2 separate regions of the Muntiacus reevesi genome follow, and region 1 is linked to region 2. The links are chromatin contacts, called in public Hi-C maps. All regions are on one chromosome and are shown on one strand. Each heading gives the region's core, a stretch centred on a gene start, on an enhancer-like site or on the middle of the called end of the contact. The rest is flanking DNA. Distances are from core to core; before and after follow the strand shown.

Region 1 (3,486 bases), core at 53-2,552, 620 kb before region 2:
AAGGAAGGACTAGCTTGTACTAATGGCAAAAAAGGTCATCTCCTGCCTCAAGTGTCTCATCTACAGCTGGCCATTCTACCAGTCATCTATTCCTCGGAGACAGCTCCTTAAAAACCATTCCCCCTCCCCGCAAAAGAGAGTAACATCTCTTTCGGTACTGGGAGGAGCTTAAATCAACCGGGTGATTCTCGGGTATTAGAAGCTCTTTCTTTTTTCCACAGTGTGATTGGATCTCTTGGAAGCTTTCTAGAGAATAGACAAAGGGCTTCCGGAAACTGGGAAAGGATGCGCGGAAAGTTACTGGTGATTTGGGATAGGTGAATTAGTGCACAGACAGACAGGAAGAATCGAAACAATTCCTTTTGGTTGTAGCATTTTCTTTTTATTAATGGGGATTGGGGTGGTTCCTTGGGGGTAAGAAAAAAAAGATGGGCAATGCAGGAGACGCCGGAGATAATGGGTTCGATTCCTGGGTTGCGAAGATGCCCTGGAGGAGGGCATGGCAACATGCTCCAGTATTCTTGCCTGGAGAATCCCATGGACAGAGGAGCCTGGCGGGTCACAGTCCATGGGGGTGGCAAAGAGTCGGACACGACTGAAGCGACACAGCAAACATTTAGGGGATAAGGGACCTGTTTAAATGCTTTGTAGGAAGGAAAATTTGGGGCCCTCAGAGGCTGGAAGGTGGGCAGAGAGAGGGCATCCTTCTGGTCAGCGGTCGCTTTCTATGAAGTCTTTTTCTTTTTCCTCCTGCAGCCCAAGGGCTCGCCCCACTGCTCCACTTTTCGAGCATCCTTCTCCAGGAACCCGAACACTCCCCGCCGCCCGCTCGGGGAGGCGTTCCCGGCAGGCGGCCGATGAGTAGGAATTCTCGAGGACGACCGGGGCAGCCGGAGCAGCGGGCCGGGGAAGCGCCCGCCGGTCCCTGGTTCCCCAGCCTCAGCGCGCCCGCAGGCGCCTCTGGGAGGCGCTCGTTTCCCGGCGCGGCGGCTGCAGGTGGTGCGGCCCAGGCCGGGATCCGGATCCCGGCGCGCCGAAGGGCCGCGGGACTCTCTCGGGGCAGCCCCGCGCTCTGCCCGCGGGGGCCCGGCCGAGGCGCCCCGGGGTCCCCGCGCCGCCCGCACCCCCAGCGCCGCGCCGGCGCCTCTGCCGGTGGCCGGGGGTTATGAATGGGCGCAGCGGAAGCACCGCCCCCCCCGGACGTGACGCTTGGCCAATGGCAGCGCGGGCTGCGTGGATGGATGAGGTCAGCGCTGTCGTGTCGGGAATGGAATGTGTAAGTGTAACATTCAGAACCGGGTAACATTCGGCGACCGAACGCGGCGGTCGGCAGCGATCGCGCGGGGGCCTGGGAAGCGCCGCTCGGGGCCGGCACTGCCCGCGGGGAGGACGCGCCGCCGCCGTCACCCAGCGCCGCCGCCGCCGCCTCCAGTCTTCTCCAGCCGGGCCGCCGCGCGTCCCGGGGGCCGGCCCCGCGAGCGCAGGAGTAAACACCGCCGGAGTCTCGGAGCCGCTGCAGAAGGGAATAAAGAGAGATGCAGGGATTTGTGAGGTTACGGCGCCCCAGCTGCAAGATGCACTAGCCGGCTGAACCCGGGGATCGGCTGACTTGTTGGAACCGGAGTGTTCTGCACGGGAGCCTGGATGAGTTGAAGTTGCTTTCCAGGGGCTCGTTTTCCACGCTGCCGAGAGGAATCCGAGAGGCAAGGAAATCACTTCGTCTTGCCATTGATTGGGCATTGGGAGCTTTTTTCCCCCCTCTCTTTCTTTTCCTCGGTCTTGTTGCATGCAAGAGAATTACAGTACGCTGCTCGCCCGCCCTGGGTGCGAGATATTCCGCCCCGCTCTCTCCCGTCCATTGTGCAACCCAAAGATGAAAGACCGAAGGGGAGAAAGTTAAAGAAATCGCCCACATGCGCTGGATCAGTCCACGGCTTGGGGAAAGGCATCCAGAGAAGGTGGGAGCGGAGAGTTTGAAGTCTTTACGGGCGGGAAGATGGCGGACTGGAGCTGAAAGTGTTGATTGGGAAACTTGGGTGATTCTTCTGTTTATTTACAATCCTCTTGACCCAGGCAGGACACATGCAGGCCAAAAAACGCTATTTCATCCTGCTCTCAGCTGGCTCTTGTCTCGCCCTTTTGTTTTATTTCGGAGGCTTGCAGTTTAGGGCATCGAGAAGCCACAGCCGGAGAGAAGAGCACAGCGGTCGGAATGGCTTGCACCACCCGAGTCCGGATCATTTCTGGCCCCGCTTCCCGGACGCTCTGCGCCCCTTCGTCCCCTGGGATCAATTGGAAAACGAGGATTCCAGTGTGCACGTTTCGCCCCGGCAGAAGCGAGAGGCCAACTCGAGCATCTACAAAGGCAAGAAGTGCCGCATGGAGTCCTGCTTCGATTTCACCCTTTGCAAGAAAAACGGCTTCAAAGTCTACGTTTACCCACAGCAAAAAGGGGAGAAAATCGCCGAAAGTTACCAAAACATTCTAGCGGCCATCGAGGGCTCCAGGTTCTACACCTCGGACCCCAGCCAGGCGTGCGTCTTTGTCCTGAGTCTGGACACTTTAGACCGAGACCAGTTGTCACCTCAGTATGTGCACAATCTGAGATCCAAAGTGCAGAGCCTCCACTTGTGGAACAACGGTAGGAATCATTTAATTTTTAATTTATATTCCGGCACTTGGCCTGACTACACCGAGGACGTGGGGTTTGACATCGGCCAGGCGATGCTGGCTAAAGCCAGCATCAGTACTGAAAACTTCCGACCCAACTTTGATGTTTCTATTCCCCTCTTTTCTAAGGATCATCCCAGGACAGGAGGGGAGAGGGGGTTTTTGAAGTTTAACACTATCCCTCCTCTCAGGAAGTACATGCTGGTCTTCAAGGGGAAGAGGTACCTGACAGGGATAGGGTCAGACACCAGGAATGCCTTATATCACGTCCATAACGGGGAGGACGTAGTGCTGCTCACCACCTGCAAGCATGGCAAGGACTGGCAGAAGCACAAGGACGCCCGCTGTGACCGGGACAACGCCGAGTACGAGAAGTAAGTGGCGGCCTCCGCGGCTTAGCCCGGGCCCTGCCGCCTGCGTCCAGGCGTGAGGTCGGGGAATGGGGGTGGGACGGGGAGCCCCTCCGGTCCTCTTCCTCTTGCTCCAAGCCTGGGACAGAGCGGCGTGGTTCTCTGGTGTGTGGCTCAGAGCTGAGGACCCAGACTTGGCGCTCCTCGGGCAAACGGAAAAGCCTGGAGCACTTTCTTGGGCCAAGTACGTGACAGTGTCTCCCTCTTGCTTGGAAAACCTTCAGGGTGATGTGTCTTCTATGAAGGGTGTGGGTTTGATCCAAGTTGGGAACCTGCGCTTCACTGGCGGAGCCAGGAGAGTGTTGGTGAGAGGATATAGGGACCCCAGAGACTGTGAATCCACCCAGTCTAGGGACCTTCCACCCAAGATTGATGCTTTATTTGCTGTTCTCTCGAGGAGGGAGGG
Region 2 (3,520 bases), core at 402-2,901:
GATATCCAAATGCAAAAAAAAAAAAATCCATATCTATCATTATTTTAAAAAAGTAACTCTATGTGGATCATAGACCTAAATGTAAAACCTAAAACTATAAAACTTCCTGAAGAAAACATAAGTAATCTTTGGGTTAGACAAAGATTTCTTAGGTATGGCACCCAAACCCAAAATCTGTAAAAGGACAAATCAATAAACTGGATTCCATCAAAATTTAAAACATCTGTTCTTCAAAAGGCAATGTGAAGAGAATGAAAAGACATGCCACAGACTGGGAGAAAGTACTGAGGAAACAAAAAGATATACAATTCCAAAAAAAAAAAGGAAAAAGAAAGACAGTAACAAGTACTGGCAAGGATGAGGAAACTTTTGGAAAGATTTCTTAAAATGGTAATCAATCATTTCCCTCATAATCCAGCAATTCCGGTCCTAGGCATCTACCTACTCAAGAGAAATGAAATACATGTTCACACAAACATTTGTAGCTGAATACTCAGAAGTATTTATAATAGCTCCAAAGTGGATGCAAACCAAATGGCCATCAACAGATACACTAATTGTGATATAGTCATACAATAGAATACTATTCAGCAATGAAAAGGAATGACCTATTGATATTTGTTGAGTGAAAGAAGCCAGACTCCCCCCCCCGCCCCCAATCATAGTGTATGATTTCATGTATATGAAACTCTAGAAAATGCCAACTAGTTTATGATGCCAGAAAGCAAAAGGGAGATTGCCTGTGGATGGAAAGCCAGAAGTAAAGATTTAAAAGGGGCACGGAAATGTGCTCACTTCGCCACAGAGGGAACGGTGGGGTGATGGACGTTGGTTTCACAAGTACACATGTGTCAAAACTCTGAATAAATGCATTGTACTGGGAGTCAGTTATACCAAAATAAAGCTGTTTAGCAAAAATGGTAAGCAGAATCTGAATTCAACTCCTTGAACCATCACAAAATATTCAGTGGGAAAATATGAGATTAAAATAACCCAAAGAGAGTTGCGGAGTGAGGCCCACCTCCACCTTGAAAGATACAAGAGTTCGCCTAGAGCCTAGAGAACCCAGTCGAATCTAGAAAACGTGGCTTCATTCTTTCAGAAATCCGGTCTAGAAAACATCACCTTCACATCCTGGGGACAGACCCTTTATCGGGGAACGCATCTGAATGTAAATGAGGGAGACCCCGTACTCGAGGATTGTCTAGGGCAGCCGCGTCGACGCCGAGGGACCTCACGTAACAATTAAACCAGCTGCCCCTTCCCTCGCAGAAGCGCCTCGCTCTCTCCACGCACGGCCCGGAGTGGGGCCCGCCCTCCTTCCCACCTGCATATTCCTCAGGAGCTGGAAGATCTCCATGGTGCGGTACACGATGTCTTGGACCGTCTCCTGCCCGATTCGGCAGAGCGATGCAGTGTTGACCTCTCGGGCCGCCTGCTGGGCCTGGGGCCCGGCGAAAGGCCCGGGCGCCATGCCCGATGCCGCCAACGGAGGGGTGGACATGGCGTGGCAGCGGCGTCAGGTCAGCAGGGCTGGAGGGCAGGTGTCGGCGATATTCCCCGACGCAGCGCGGCCTCAGGCCTTTGCGTAAACAGGAGCTAGTAAGACCTGGGCGGTCTGATTTGAAAACAGCGGCCGCGACTTCCGCCACGGTGACGTAGCGCGTCGTCAGACGTCACAGGGCCCGCCCACTCGGCTGGTCCCTGGGAACCTGTGGTTCAAGGACGGCCGGGATTGGACTGGACGCGCGGGCGGTCGGGTCGGACGTGTTGAGCAGCCAATCACCGGGTGCACTCCAGACAGGGGGTGGTGCGCAGGGTGGAAGGCAGGTGGGCTTTCCCACAGTTCGTTTCCCAGCCTCAGCCAGTGGTTAAAATTCTTAATAGAACTCTGACTTCGTGTTCATTTTCTTGCTGATTGTTGCCTTGTCACGAGCCCACGACGTTTGTATTATTACTTTCCTTTCGCAGCTGGAAGGCAGACAAGCTTTCCTGACCACGGAAAGTATAAAATTAACACTTCTGTCTCTCGTGGCATACAATTCCTCCACTTCCTTCCCTTTTCTGACTTTGGCACTATGTTATATATAATTTTCAGTCTGTTTTCTTTCTGACTTCTCCTTGCTTTATTCACACACACCAGTTATCCTGGACTAAAATTCAAAGTTAGCACTGCCCAACTGTGGACAAATCGCATCGCTTCAACCTTTCCCAGTGTCAGGGTCTTTTCCAGTGAGTCAGTTCTTCGCATGAAGTGGCCAAAGTATTGGAGCTTCAGCTTCGGCATCAGTCCTTCCAGTGAATATTCAGGGCTGATTTCCTTTAGGACTGACTGGTTGGATCTCCTTGCAGTCCAAGAGACTCTTAAGAGTCTTCTCCAACACCACAGTTCTTTGGTGCTCAGCTTTCTTTATAGTCCAGCTCTCACATCCATACATAACTACTGGAAAAACATAGCTTTGACTAGATGGACCTTTGTTGGCAAAGTAATGTCTCTGCTTTTTAATATGCTGTCTAGGTTGTTCATAGCTTTTCTTCCAAGGAGCAAGCATCTTTTAATTTCATGGCTGCAGTCACCATCTGCAGTGATTTTGGAGCCCAAGAAAATAAAGTCTTTCACTGTTTCCATTGTTTCCCCATCTGTTTGCATGAAGTTATGGGACCAGGATGCCATGATCTTCATTTTTTTGATGTTGAGTTTTAAGCCAACTTTTTCACTCTCCTTTTTCACTTTCAAGAAAAGTTTTTTAGTTCTTCTTTGCCTTCTGCCATAAGTATGGTGTCATCTATATCTGAGATTATTGATATTTCTCCTGGCAATCTTGAATCCAGCTTGTGCTTCATCCATCCCAGCATTTCGCATGATGGGAAAACTTTGGAATTGTTGATAGTATTAAGTGAGATTCTGAATATAAAATACTTATAGTTCAAAGCATAAGTATTCAATAAATATGCTCACATGTATAACAGTGAGAAGAAATAGGTAAAGTTAGAAGTAAGGACTAAAGTTGTCCTAGGACAGAGGCAATAGGAATACTAAGGGACAGAAACAGGAAAAGAAGGCCATAATAACAAAGTTGACAATAGCCTGTGAGATTGAAGGAAAATCAAGATAATATCATATCATGGAAGTCACAGGAAGCACAGGTTATTTCAGAAAGGAGCTCTTGGTGAAAAGTGTCAGATACTGCTGTAAAAGGAGGTATCTTAATTTAAAGAATAGGAATATTCAGTGGAAAATTCTTGCCTGACATCCTGTTCAAAAAATGGTGAAGTGAGACAGCAACTATGTGTTCAATCCAGGAACTATGCTGCCCTTTTCCTTTGCAACAGAATATCTGATTTTAATAGACATCAGGGTGAAAATATGTCTCAGTCTTCATTACATGTTGGCAAGGCTGTTTTACTGGGTCATAGCCAGTGGGTTAGAAGCATGGGTGACATGTGAGGCTATTGGTAGTTATGTCTAAAAGAAGGGAGCCGTCTGAACAGCATGATAACCAATGAAACAAACAGGCAC

The links. A called contact is a pair of places that touch in the nucleus more often than the background predicts.
Region 1: a Hi-C map of muscle shows a contact between it and region 2, with 4 times the contacts expected there. The contact joins the promoter of EXT1 here to the promoter of MED30 in region 2. A contact is called at or near these places in 2 of 3 Hi-C or Micro-C datasets (blood and muscle).

The regions. Positions count from the first base shown.
Region 1 is chr12:33,545,745-33,549,230 of mMunRee1.1, reverse strand. It overlaps EXT1 (exostosin glycosyltransferase 1), which reads left to right and starts at 1,302. Exons shown (of 11, transcript XM_065902829.1): 1 at 1,302-3,044. The coding sequence starts at 2,083.
Region 2 is chr12:32,923,873-32,927,392 of mMunRee1.1, reverse strand. It overlaps MED30 (mediator complex subunit 30), which reads right to left and starts at 1,651. Exons shown (of 5, transcript XR_010658676.1): 1 at 1,328-1,651.